Linked DNA regions of Mus musculus: region 1 is linked to region 2. A link is a contact called in public HiChIP or PLAC-seq data. All regions are on one chromosome and are shown on one strand. Each heading gives the region's core, a stretch centred on a gene start, on an enhancer-like site or on the middle of the called end of the contact. The rest is flanking DNA. Distances are from core to core; before and after follow the strand shown. Region 1 holds the start of Aff4 (AF4/FMR2 family, member 4). Region 2 has its middle 55 kb from the start of 9530068E07Rik.

What was found. HiChIP or PLAC-seq counts read pairs in DNA pulled down with a chosen protein or histone mark.
Region 1: a FOXA1 HiChIP or PLAC-seq map of pancreatic cancer cells shows a contact between it and region 2. The contact joins the promoter of Aff4 here to the enhancer-like site in region 2. A contact is called at or near these places in 1 of 39 promoter capture datasets (hippocampal neurons) and 5 of 115 datasets of contacts at active chromatin or transcription factors (embryonic forebrain, embryonic limb bud, forebrain and 2 more).

What each region holds. Positions count from the first base shown.
Region 1 is chr11:53,349,345-53,352,044 of GRCm38.p6, forward strand. It overlaps Aff4 (AF4/FMR2 family, member 4), which reads left to right and starts at 1,423. Exons shown (of 21, transcript NM_033565.2): 1 at 1,423-1,785.
Region 2 is chr11:52,450,132-52,452,831 of GRCm38.p6, forward strand. No RefSeq gene overlaps it. Among named protein-coding and RNA genes, the nearest start is that of 9530068E07Rik, 55 kb to the left of the region's middle. Within about 2 kb of position 1,265, at least 11 of the 459 cell types and tissues checked have an H3K27ac peak or open chromatin away from gene starts, as enhancers often do. A contact at or near this core is called in hippocampal neurons and pancreatic cancer cells, where this site is marked.

The DNA of each region.
Region 1 (2,700 bases), core at 173-2,672, 900 kb after region 2:
TTGTAGCATTCAAGTGGCTGTCTATATGTGAGTGTGATGTGTGAATGTACCTGTTAAGGAAAGATATATATGTGTGCTACAGGGATAGAATTTAGGTCACCAAGATTGTGGGCAAGTGCCTTTAAGCCACTGAACTATCTCACCACCACCAGTATTTTTCATAAGGAAGTAGAAAAGATGGCCAGGCACACTGATACACTTCTTTAATCCCAGCACTTAGGAAGCAGAGGTAGAGGCAGGCAGATCTCTGAGCACCAAGCCTGCCTGTTTTACAAAGTGAGATCCAGGGCAACCAGGGCTACACAGAGGAAACCCTATGTAAAACTTAAGATTTATTTAGTGTTTTTCTTTTTGAGACAGGCTCTCACTATATATCCTTGACCTGCCCAGTGTTGGATATGTATATCAGCCTCACAGAAATCTTCCTCCCTCTGCCTCCAGAGTGGTGGGATTAAAGGTGTGCGCCAGACCATACCTCGATAGTGGTTTTGAGACATGGCTTAGAACTCGTGTGTAGTTGAGTGGATTTCCAAACTGTGAAATTACAAACTACAAATAACGAGTGAAGTGTTTCAAGATGTTAGAGGTGGAGAATCTGCATGAGGTACCATCAAATAAAGAAAGCAGATAAGAGACATGGGACACCAATGACAGGATTGTATGTTTTTCAGATGTAGAGGAAGAGGACACTTTTCTTGCGCTACTATTACTGGATTCTAGGAAACCTTAAAACTTTGTCTAATTACTGATTCCAATTAAATTATGGCTTGTCTGGACTAGCAGGATGTTAAGAGCGATGGTGTTTGTGTGTGTGTGTGTGTGTCGCCGTGTGTTGTTTTGACAGGGTTTTCTTAGTAGCTCAGATTGGCCTTGAATCCACTAAGTAGCCCACAGAGGCTGATATTTATTTATTTACTTATTTATTTATTTATTTATTTATTTTTTTAAGACGATGCAGGGCCGGCTTATCCTCCCACAGTAAGTCACACGCAGCAGTGGACGACGTCGCTGCGGACCTCCACGTCATCCTTCCCTCTCTACTCCTGCGGTGCGCTGCGGGACACGGGCGGCAGGGCCTGGGCCTTCACCTGCACCCCAAAACCGGTCGGCCGGGCTGCGCCCCGCCCCGCGGCGCCTCCCTAGCGGGCTGCGCAGGAGGGCGTGTGCCCCGGGCCGGGTTCTGTCCCCGGGTCTGACGCTGGTGCGGCCCCGCGGAACCTGCTGCGACCCGCGCTTCGCATCCCCGCTCCCCAGCCCCGGGCCCAGGCGCCCCCGCACGTCAGCCCGCGCGTCAGCCCCGCCGACGCCGCCTCCAGAGCAGCAGCAGGGCCGCAGCCCCCGCGCTGCCTGCGGGAGGGGCGCGGCCTGGTCACGTGACGCTCGCAGCAGCCCGGCCCTGGTCACATGGGCCGCGGCCACTGCGTCAGTCCCAGTCCCGGCTGCGGGAGTCGAGTCGTCGCCGCCGCCGCCGCCACCGCCGCCCCCAGCGGACGGGGCGGGGATCTTGGTGCCAGGGCCCCGTCAGCCCGCCCCCGCCTCAGTCACCCGTCCGGGGCTCGGCCGGGCCGTCATGGAGCGGGGCGGAACCCTGGCGTCCGCGGTGTGAGGTGCGCCGCCTCGGCTCCCCGTGGCCTCCGGATCGGCCGCTGCCCCTCGCCCCAGGCAGCCGGTCGCCGCCTCCTGGGCGGGCCCGAATGCGCGTCCGGTGAAGGTGCAGGCCGGGCGCCGCCGCCGCCGCAGCCGCGGTCGGGAAATGGTTCGGGCCTAGCGGAGCGGGGACTGGAGGTGAGAAGCCGCCTGACTGCCTGCCTGACTGACTGACTGACGTCTGAGGCGCGGCCGCGCCGCGGGGAAGGCGAGGCTCCGGCCGCTGACGCTGGCGGAGACCCGCGGGGCGGGGGGCCCCTGGATCCGGCTTCGCCCTACGTTTTCTCGTCCCACTTTCTCTCCGAAATCAATTTCAAACAAGAAAAATCATTTTTTTTTTCTTTAAAGGCCAAGCCGTTCCCATCCGACATTCCAGACGCCCATCATCTGGCCGTTTCTTCTTTTTTTCCTCCCCCCCCCCCCCCGTTGTCCCTTCCTCCATTCCTCCCTTTGATTCGGTCGGCGGATTTATCCTTTGAAAAATTTTTCCTTCGTCTGACTCAAGTCATTCCTAGTTAAAGAGAAAATAGGCCCAGATTCTGGCTATCATTTCTCAACTAGTTCTCGCCTTCCTTCTCGCGATCCTGCGCACCTCCCCCCACCCCCACTCTCCCACCTCCCCTCCACCGAAAGAAAAAAAAAAGGGGGGGAGGCTGGGGGGGTGTTAATTTCCGTCCTTGATGGTCGATGGGGTTTGAGTGGAAAAATGGGAACCTGGGTTGGAATAGGAGAAACCCTCCTTCCCGCTCGGAACCGGCCTGGTACCTGGCGATCGCCATGGCCGGGCTTTGGGTATTGATGTTTAGGCCTCCCCAGCTGCCTGTGCGCAGGGTTAATCTCGTAATTGACGTCAGTGCTTTGTTCCTTCCACTTTGCTGTTGCTTCCCACTCTCTGAGAACGGATCATGGGGTACAGGAGCCCAGGGTGTTTGTGGGGTCTCCTTATTAGGCTTTTCATTCACAGATGACACCTTTATGGGGAGTCGAGAGCCCTGATCTGAAAATGGTTGTGAGTGAAGTTCGAACCAAGAGTTCGATTCAGGGTTCTCCGAG
Region 2 (2,700 bases), core at 15-2,514:
AGCTCCTCAGCTAAGGGTGGGAGCTCGTGAGCCCCTCCCCCTTCCTACTAGAACACTATCTGGCTTGATCTTCCACAGCTTTTGTGCAGGCAGCTACAGGCACCATGAGTCCCTGTGTCATAAGCACATGCAAGTGGCTCTGTCATGTCCAGAAGACACTGTGTCACTCTGGTCCTCTTTGACCTCTGGCTCTTACAACCTCTGGCCTCCTCTCCTGCAATGGTCCCCGAGTCTCAGGGAGGGAATGCGACTGAGAGACCCCATTTGACTGAGTGGAGTGGGAGAATTCAGTGGCAGAAGACAGGGGAGGCAGGCTTGGGGGAGCATTAGTGTAGGAGATGACCGTTTGCTCCAAGGTACCCTTAAGCAAAGGCGATTCTGATGGAGAAGGAAGTAGATGGAGGTATTTCTAGAAGTTTCTTTCTGAGCTGATGGATGATCTGTGGTCCTGGCCAGCGAGGAGCTATAAACTATACATGGTGGATTTGCATTTCCAGGTTAGAACCAGAGAGAGAGAGAGAGAGAGAGAGAGAGAGAGAGAGAGAGAGAGAGAGAGATAAAGGCATGTGCCAAAAGTGTATTGGCTGCAGCCTTGGGAACTTCGTGCTTTGAAATAAGCATCAAAGAGAGGGAAATGCTCACCTGTTCTCATGACGCCTTCTGCTCTCAGCTCACCTTCCTCCAGTGTCCCTCCAAGGTGCTTAGCTGGCACTGCCCCTGTTGTCCCCATTGAATGCCCTGCCTCTCACAAGAAGCTTTCCTTGGTTAAAGCAGGCAGAGGACAACCTTTAGTCCTCTTCCTACTTCCACCCAGCAGTTCACAGCGATGACTGAAGTCTTATGGGACTCAGCTATCTGTGTGATGGACATAGGGGTAGCTGAGTCCTTGTTTCCACCCCCCTGGGGCCTGTGAAGATGTTCTCAAGCATCTGAAGCCTTGAGTCCAACTGGCTGCAGCTTGCTTTTCTGGGAAAGAGGGTCTTCAAGGTAGTCTTGCCTGACGCTTTGCAGAGCTTCTCCCCAGCTGTCCTGTGTGAAGCCAGGCTGACTGTCTGTCCAGTGAGGCCCACCAGGTATCCAGGCTCACAGACAAATCAGGCCTTGTGGTTAAGATCTCCATTTTCCCCCAAATTGCTCAGTTTTGCACACTGACACGTCTTTGAATACTGACGCCCAGTGTTCCACGCAGGAAAACTTAGAACAGCACTCTCCCAAATCACAATCCCTGTGGGAGGACTTAGAACAGCACTCTCCCAGTCATTCGTGAGAGCGGGGAGAGCCTCACCATGTCTCATTATCCTCTGCCTTCATTTACACAGACTTTCTGCAAAGCGCTTTATAGTCATTTCATTAGTCATTCGTTTGTTTAATTGCATAAGCTTCAGTTTGGTTAGAAAAGTCTGATTTTTACATTTCAGTTTCCATGGCCACAGGTTTTAATCCAGAGAACTTCTTATTCTCCCTGGAGGTTGGAAAACACTTGGGAGTTTTGTGGGCCTTGTCTCACCAGCAGTGCCTGGTTCCGGAGTCCAGAGTGAGAAACAAAATTGAAAATGGCTGCAATGGGACCTGGGGATGTAGCTCAGTGGTAGAATGCTTGCATAGTATTCGTGAGGCCCTGGATCTGATTCCTCTACACGCGCTTGCACGCGCACACACACAGACACACACACAGACATACACACACACAGACATACACACAGACACATAGACACACAGACACACACACATAGACACACACACACAGACACAGACACACACACACACACACACATACACACACACACACACACACACACACACAGAGTGGTTGTCCTCTGACCTGATCCAAGGTCTATTTTAAGGTGTCAGAAAAGCTCTCACTGTGATCTGGAGGCAGGAGGAGGAGGCTGAGCATGTGCTGAGACAGCTGTTAGACAGGGCTTGATGGCTGAGGACACACAGGACCCATGGTGCCAATGCTTACAAATCTATTGATTTGTGTGAGACAGGCTGTGACACAGCAGCAGCAGCGTTCCACAGAGGAACTGTCACTGCAGCATGCTCTGGAAAGACTGCTCTGAACCCCTGGGAAAGGCCACTCGCCTGTTCTCTCTCTCCTGGGTCAGTGGCACGAGTGTGGGATTCTCGGATATGAGCTCTGACTGGGAGTCTTGGTACAGGCTTCTTAGACTGTGTTGATCAGAGGTGAATTCTTGCATCCCAGCCTGATGGCGCTGCCTTTTGAAGACCTCTCAGAGACCAGATGCCAATCATCCATCTCACTGTAATCAATAAATGATGCTGCTGAGTTGGTCCAGACTGCTAGAGATGCCTCAGAGCTGTGGTTGCAAAGCAATACTATTTATCAACGAAGCTTCCTGCCGTGACCAGGCCCCACTGGTGTGCAGATCTGCCTATTATGCCCAGACCAGTTCTAGCCAGCTGGAAGAACTTCACAGCTCAAATGGGGAATGTGAGTATGAGTCTGGGGGGACTCCTGGGGAGCTGTGGGGTTCAGCCAGTGGAACACAGGGCTCCCTACCTTTTCCCATAGAAGTCCAGGCTCAGCCTAGCCTTATTTCCTGTCCATTCTCCACCTTAGCTTTACCCAGATGTAGCCACTCATTCCCCTTTCACTGCTATCTTTTCCTTTAAAATTTTTATTTATTGGGGTTGGAGAGGCGGCTCAGTGGTTAAGAGCACTCACTGGCTGCTCTT